Regions from separate parts of the Danio rerio genome. Here region 2 is linked to region 1. Evidence: chromatin contacts called from public HiChIP or PLAC-seq data. All regions are on one chromosome and are shown on one strand. Each heading gives the region's core, a stretch centred on a gene start, on an enhancer-like site or on the middle of the called end of the contact. The rest is flanking DNA. Distances are from core to core; before and after follow the strand shown. Region 1 overlaps tox3 (TOX high mobility group box family member 3). Region 2 overlaps tox3 (TOX high mobility group box family member 3).

Region 1 (4,022 bases), core at 1,462-3,961:
TGGGTCGTGAGAACATTTTCAGTGGGTCACAGAGTGTGTGGTTGAAAAAAAAAAAACAACCAAAATAATTTTTTTTATTAAACAGAAAACAGAAACTTATTTTGCTTATACCGGACTTTTATTTTTAAGTTTGTGCACGACAACTCTACCGTTTGACATGTGAAATTTCATTTAATTATTGCAACAAATATGTCGAAGTGCAAGTACGACCCCGAATATGTAAAGTTTTGATATATATCAGGTATATATATATATATATATATATATATATATATATATATATATATATATATATATATATATATATATATATATTGATGAAAAAAAGACTTAAAGCCTCAGTGTCATATGTAGTGAGGTGCTCTCAAAATAGAGCATAAAACCTGCTAAATTAAAACAACATTTAGAAACCAGAAAACACGTTTTATTAAGTTTATTATTAACAGTATTTGTTGTTTTTACTTTGTAAAATATCTGCAATTTGATCCAGCAATAACAGCAATAAAATATTGTTTACTTGTAAGTCTTGGTGAATGTCTTATGATGTATCTGTTACTAGTTTATGTTAACAAATAAATACAAATTAATTATAAATCCTAAAATTGTATTATAGTTCCTAAAAAATTTGGGTCGCAGCTTGATGGCCATGTAAAAATGTGGGTCCCATGGCCAAACCAGTTGAGAACCCCTGATCTAATGCATCATTTTACATGAACAGCTTAATTTGTTAATGTTTACTTACTCATACACTAACGCATTTGTTAATGGAATAGATAACTTTATCTAATAATGAAAAACACATTTATAAAGCAATACTGAATCCTTGTTTATGAAAGCTTATAATGTTTGTTAACGCATTAGTTAACATGAACAAAAAATCAGGTTCAGAAATACACAAACTTAGTTCATGTTAACTATTCATTCATTCAGTTTCTTTTCGGCTTAGTCCCTTTATTAATCCGGGGTCGCCACAGCGGAATGAACCGCCAACTTATCCAGCATATGTTTTACGCAGCGGATGCCCTTCCAGCTGCAACCCATGTCTGGGGAACACACACTCATATTCATACACATACACTAGAGATAATTTTAGCTTACCCAATTCACCTGTATGTATCTTTGGACATGTGAAGGAAACCAAAGCCCCCAGAGGAAACCCATGCAAACGTGGGGAGAACATGCAAACTTCACACAGAAATGCCAACTGACCCAGCCAAGGCTTGAACCAGTGACCTTCTTGCTGTGAGGTGACAGCACTACCTACTGCACCGCCTAACTACTCATATACTAATGCATAATTGGTAGAGCTTATAATAAGTTCATAGTTAGTTCCTGATCAATGTCAGGGACAAAGAAGGACTATTAGAGTGCATTACATCGAAACCTGAGCTTCAACTGTTATTCATGATTGTAAACTATTTACTAACATGATTTATCATTAACAAAGCATTTGTTTATAAAATTGAGAACCTTTTTGAAAAAATGTACACTATTTCAACATTACCTAATGCTTAACTAACGTTAGTTAACATTAATTACCTACGCTAATTACCTAAAAAAAATGTAGTCCAATAAATAGTTTTTTTCAGTGTGTCAGTCCTGCTTTCCCAAAGCCCTCGATTTGTTCCATCCTCACAGTGAAAAAAAAAGGTTTTTTATCTTGCATTACATCTCTCTGTTTCTTTTAGTCCCTTAATTGACCTATAATCCTAGTTTAATTGAGATCCGGGAGTTTAGTAGCAGCCTCAGTGCGCTTTTGTATCCAAATGCTTAGCTGTCTGATATGAAAGCAGACTCTGGGGACGATGCTGGTATGAGAAGACCCTTTTTTTACATTGACTATATAATCGTGCAATTAAAAGAGACAAAAAATGAGATCACAGTTGAAAACGTGCATGCAACTTTGCCATCCTGTTCAAGGTGACATGAAAGATTGCTGAATCACACTGATGAACAGGACAGTTAAAAGGAATTTCATGGGGCAACAGAATGAAATCATAAATCTGGAGGCCTGTTTTGATCTACTCTGTTCTTCCCGAGTGCCACGTGCTCAGAATAGCTAATCTTTGTTGTTCCGATGCTCGCCTGTAGGGGGCACTAGAGTGTTTCATGAAAGAGGCTGATCTCACTGAGCCAATTTATTAAGTCAAGGAGAGAGCGGGAGAGAAAGGGAGTAAATAAATGGAACTGCCCCCGTTGCTCCAAGCCAAACATCAAAGTAATCAAGGAAAACAAGCTTTTTTTAATGGGATGGATCCAATTAGAATATTACTGCTCCATCGGATCCGTCCACTAGCAGAGAGATGGTGCTCCTCACTGGCCTCCTCCATTAATGCTAATAACCTCTTCTTCATGTTCGAGGCGTACTGTACACGTGATGAGCAGAAGACTTCAATTTAAACCAATTTGTTGAGTCAGACCCCTCTTTTACTCTCCATCTGCGATGACCAATGACATTCAGGCTGAAGAGCTTTTAATTTTACAAATAGCCCATTAGATATATGCATCAGGCTTTAATATGTTGTTCATGTTTGAGCTGTTTGTCATCGTGTTCACTTTGCCATCAGGCTAGATTAAATCCAATGCATGTCGGATAAAAAAGAAATACGGTTCGATTCAATGGCATCACACAAAGGAGGAGAAAACAATTCAGCCTTTTTTCAGATGAGCTGCTTTAACAGCCTTTACAACTCACTGACTCTTTCATTACCGCTTTTCCCTTTCTGTTACTCATTTATTTGTTCTTTCTCTTGTCGGAGCGTTATTATTACTGCTCATTCTGCTTCTATTGCTCTCTTTCTCATAGGTATGTGCTGAATGTCACAGTACAACTTGAATGATCCCAGTGGGACTATACCGCTCTCTACAGTCTTTAGGAAGCCAAAGATGCTTGCTTTATTTCTGATTCAAGGCCATAGATTTTTATATTTGGCTTTTCTTCCTTTTTGGCTTTGGTGGAAATTAAGTCTTACCCGAAAAATCCCTTTAAACCCATTTCTAAACTAAACTGTCACTCAGACAAATTAGTGATCTAGTATGTTTTAGCATCTCAAAAGAAGTTAATGATTCAGCCTGCAGTTCTGCAGTGTGATGTATCCAGCATCGATTGTTCCTTATCTTGATCATTACTGTTTTTTTGTTTGTTTTTTTTGTACAACAGACAAGGAGTACTGTGTCTTTATACGTTCAAATATCTTTAATCAGATATTTAATTACCTTACAGACACTCACAGCCATTGCTCTTGATTATCTTCTTTTAATTAAGTACTTTGTACTCACTCTAGATTAGTAACATCTTTTTAGCAACAAGAAGTTACATAAATGCAGCTATCAGCAAGTCACAAAAATGCAATGTACAGTATATGATGATTGCTTGTGAGTACCTCCTGGCGGGTATTTGTGAGGTCTTGAAAAGTCCTAAAGTCTTAAATCTTAAAAACTAAATTTTAGGCCTTAAAAAGTCTTAAATGTGATGTTGTTGGTCTTAAATCTTTTATAACAGGTCTTAATTTTCCTTTGTTCATGTATAGCTACCCAGTCTGGCCGTTAACGCCCAAGCAATCACCAACAATTCCAATCTCAATAAAACTTCAATCTTTTTATTTTAAAAAATGCCATTAATTACTTTCATCATAGTAACATTTGCTTAAAAGTTCTCTATTTACTGCTCAGGATACTGACCTGATCAATATTTTTTATTATTAAATTATTATTATTGTGGACTGAAGTAATTGACAGCTATGTTTTGTTCTATTCTTGGGTTATAGGGTTTGTTAATAGATTTGAATATTAATAAAAAATATTCAAGCTAAATTATTATTATTGTTGTATTATTAAATGTATTCAAGTTTAATTGTCTTTGATAGGGCAAGTAGCAGGTAAAAATATTTTTTAACTGGTATTTTCAAAAACAATCATTTGCATTTAGCACTGTATGAGTCTTAAATTTCCTTAATAATGGTCTTAAAAATGTCTTAAAAGTCTTAAATTTAACTTGGTGACACCTGCAGAGACCTTGTCCT
Region 2 (3,769 bases), core at 237-2,736, 180 kb after region 1:
ATAATAGAAGCAATCGTTGATTTTCATTTAGTAATTACTAATTTATGTCGACCATGTGCTCTTTACCTTCTATTCCTATTTTACCACTACATATGAAACACATTAAACTGTTATTGTTCTCATAATACTAATCTTACTAGTAATAACTGAAATGCATTTACAGTTTACAATTATGGAACTGACTAAGAGTCACTTGTTATTAGATTACCAATAATTTAAAAGTCGGAACAAATAAAAAATATTGCTGAATTTTAAGGAATAACCAGCTTGCCATATTCCTCACTCTTTCTGTTCAGTTTCTTAGTCCTAAGCTATTTTTCCTAAACACTGCTTATTCAGTCAGTATTTGTTAGACACTTTTAAAGAGATTTCTTAAGAATCAATCCTAACCGTGTAACAATCCTTTTTGTATGTCTTTTCCAGAGCTCCATATCTGTAAATTTAGTAATGACTCTAATAAAACAGAGATACATGCCTTCAGCAGTTAAAGAAGAATTTCAGACAAAAGGCTGTCAGTGTTACAGGACAATGCATGAATTGTGCTCTCTTACAGTCTCTGCTTGATATGACAGGAATGTTTTTATGTGCTCCTGGGGGAACAGTTATGTGATTCCAGAGTTTTAGCTCTCCCAACAAACGTTGTTGTTTAGTGGGCTAATTCAGAGAACTATAAAATATCATGTCAAAGTGTTTAAGACTGGCAGGTGTTCTGTGTGTTAGAGGAGCATGACTTTGTTTACACAGCTCTGTCATCAGAGACTACATTATCCTGACCCTACTTATAAATACTGTCAGAATTGTCAGTAAAGTAACACGGTAACAAACTAGACATATTGCATTTCTGTCTTGTTGTAAAAACACATTTCCCCACGTTATCTTCTTCAAATCAAAATAATTTAGATGCTGTCACAATAAACTGTAGTTTGTATAAAAAAGGTTTTTTTAGATGTGATCTTTGATCTTTCAAGTTTGTATCTTCAACAAACACAATTTTATGATGCTTAACCTAAAGCGTCTAAGTTAAGTTTTTACATAACTTCATGCCTTTTTAATAGGCTTCTAGAAGTTAAGATTAATAACGTCAAAGACCCTGAATATTGTCCTCTAAGTACTTGAGCTATAACTATTTAGCCATTATTCTTAAAAGTATTACATTATGGTTAATATTAGAGCCTGTCGGAGGTGGACAGCACAGACATTGTTTGTCGCACTGGGCAAGTAATCCTTTATAAATATAGCTTGTTTATTTATTTGTTTATTACAGTGACATATTTATGTGGTTTCATATGTCTCAGCAAAATCAACAAATGGTAAACTCATGTTTTCACTTCTTTTAACTATCAATGTTAATTTAAAACGCATTAATATTTGTGTACTCTATATATCTTTATTTGTAGTGCAAGTTTAGATGTTCCACCATCACCACCACCACCACATAAATGATAACTGCAATAATTTTAAAATGTTGAAACTGAAACCACAGGCTTTGTAAAGGTCAATGATAGCAGCTAATTTGCAAACAGTCAGAAATCAGGAGGTGTGTCCCATCGACAGTTCCAATACATGAATCGTTTTAGCACAGGAACAGATCCGTGTCTTAGGCCATAAGTTCTTAAACTGAACTTTAGGGCAACCTGTTAAAAGGCTGTACCCTTGAGGCAGCTTTAGGGGGTCTTGATTTGTGTCTGCAGCCACACTGTATGCAGTGGATTCTGGGTAATGAGTGTGGTTTGTGCAGGAGCATTGGGTTTATGAAGCGAACACATGTGGTAGCAGTCAGTGAAATTTACTAGAAAAGTGTTCCTGATGGCTTAAATAAACCAGTGCCTACATCTGCAGAATGCAATGTGATTTTTATTTTTGGTTTAGTGGAATTCTGAGTGACATTTTTAAATGGCGTTTCTGTTTCTGTTCTATGTTTAGTGCTTCGTATTGATCAACAGTACTTGTATATCAAAGACATAAGGGACCGAACCCTGCCGGCTTTATAATTTAGTGCGCTTGTGGTCTTATTTACATAATGTCAGGTAGAAGTAATTTGCATTCTAGGTGAATGGTTGAATTTACTCTGATTAGTTACAGATGTCTAATAGTCTAATAGAAAAAAGGCCTTGTTATTATGCAAAGGAACTATGTTTGATTGATGATTTTGACTGAAAAGATTTAGGCTGTTGGGAGATGGTATAACGATTACACGGATAATGAGACAGCACATTTTGGCAGGGAATGTCCGTCTTTCGTTTGGTGGTTGTCAGCATTCCTAACTCTATTCACTCCCTTTATTTTTTCTCTATTCCCACTCTCTCTCTCTCTCATGAAAAGCATCATTCAGTTATGCAAGAGATGGATGAATCTCTTTGTCCTGTTGTCCTGGAAATGTTTGTGCATGTATGCATTCTCAACTTGACATCGACATAAACAAATTGCTTTAGAACCAATGCAGTTCTGCACAATAATTCACTTGTTGTTTAAATGTAAAAGGCTTAATGTATGTTGTGCTAATGATACAACCATAACGAAACAAAGCCATAAAAGGTCCAAATAGTCAACACTGAGGTTTTTCATTATACAAACTCCCAGCAGGGAATGACAAGTTGTGTGGGTTTAGTCAGACTGTTTATAGAGCCAATCAGAGATTGTTTTGACTTTCTAAGTTATTGCAATTTCCAATGACATTTACTTTCCTTTGATTGTCAACTATCAGCATTTACTTAATACTTTAAATAATCTGTCATAACAGTCAGTTTTCAGTTTAACATTACTTCATGAACATTTGTTTTTGTGAGGAAAAAATGAACATTCAGATATCACATTTTGAACAGAAAAGCATAGGTAATGTACAGACAAGAAGAAGTCTAGTTAGATCCAACCCAGGCTCGTTGAATAATATCTGCCTCAGCCTACATTTTTTCTAATCATAATGTACGTTGCTCCGTGTATATATCTTGTTGCATGTTTCAGATGACAAATCCACTAGAGGGTGCTGTCTACATTTTTACACATGGCGCATACGGTCATGGAAAACCTGGAAAAGTCATGTAATTTTGACATGGCATTTTCCAGGCCTGCAAAAGTTTTGGAAAAACAGAAAAACCCACAAAGATTTGGAAAAGTCATGCAAAACAGATATCTGTATACTTAAATATAGGTTATTTACTTTTCTGTCCTTGGCCAATCAAATACTCTCACATTATTATTGCGTTGTAAGCATTCCCTCAATCAATTTTACATAGATATAAATATAAATTGAAACAAAATAGATTGTTTAGTGTTTTACGATATGCTGTAATAAATTTGAACATGCATTGTTTTTCTTTTATCACACATTTGTAGATATTGCATGAAGCATTAGGTCATGAAAATTTACTTGAAAGTCTGGGAAAAATCATGGAAAAGTCATGGAATTTTAGTAGTAAAAATATGTATGAACCCTGTTTGCAGAACTAAAATGAATTACTTAGGGTACATTTTGTTAAACGTTTCAGATACACTTTCTTGTACATGTCTATGAGAAGGTGGGGCTTGCTGTAAAGATCATTTAGTAAATCTCTAACCTAAACCCTTTTCTAAACCCAGCCAATAATGTTTTCAAAAGCAAACTTAAGAGAAGGGTGCACTGCTGCAACCACATAGTTTTATCTTGATTTTTTTTTACATTGCTTTAATCTGTATTGTGGAACCTGCTCCACTGGACTTGAACTTGAGCGCTCTGCATCGCAAGTACAACAATGTACAAAATGAGCTACAGAGCAAGCTGACCATAGCACAA

The links. HiChIP or PLAC-seq counts read pairs in DNA pulled down with a chosen protein or histone mark.
Region 2: a contact with region 1 is called in an H3K4me3 HiChIP or PLAC-seq map of embryo, with 7 times the contacts expected there. The contact joins two enhancer-like sites. A contact is called at or near these places in 2 of 4 datasets of contacts at active chromatin or transcription factors (caudal fin and embryo).

Annotation. Positions count from the first base shown.
Region 1 is chr7:36,911,965-36,915,986 of GRCz12tu, forward strand. All of the region lies in intron 1 of tox3 (TOX high mobility group box family member 3), which reads left to right. Among named protein-coding and RNA genes, the nearest start is that of tox3, 39 kb to the left of the region's middle. Within about 2 kb of position 2,712, at least 4 of the 62 cell types and tissues checked have an H3K27ac peak or open chromatin away from gene starts, as enhancers often do.
Region 2 is chr7:37,092,620-37,096,388 of GRCz12tu, forward strand. All of the region lies in intron 1 of tox3 (TOX high mobility group box family member 3), which reads left to right. Among named protein-coding and RNA genes, the nearest start is that of tox3, 220 kb to the left of the region's middle. Within about 2 kb of position 1,487, at least 4 of the 62 cell types and tissues checked have an H3K27ac peak or open chromatin away from gene starts, as enhancers often do.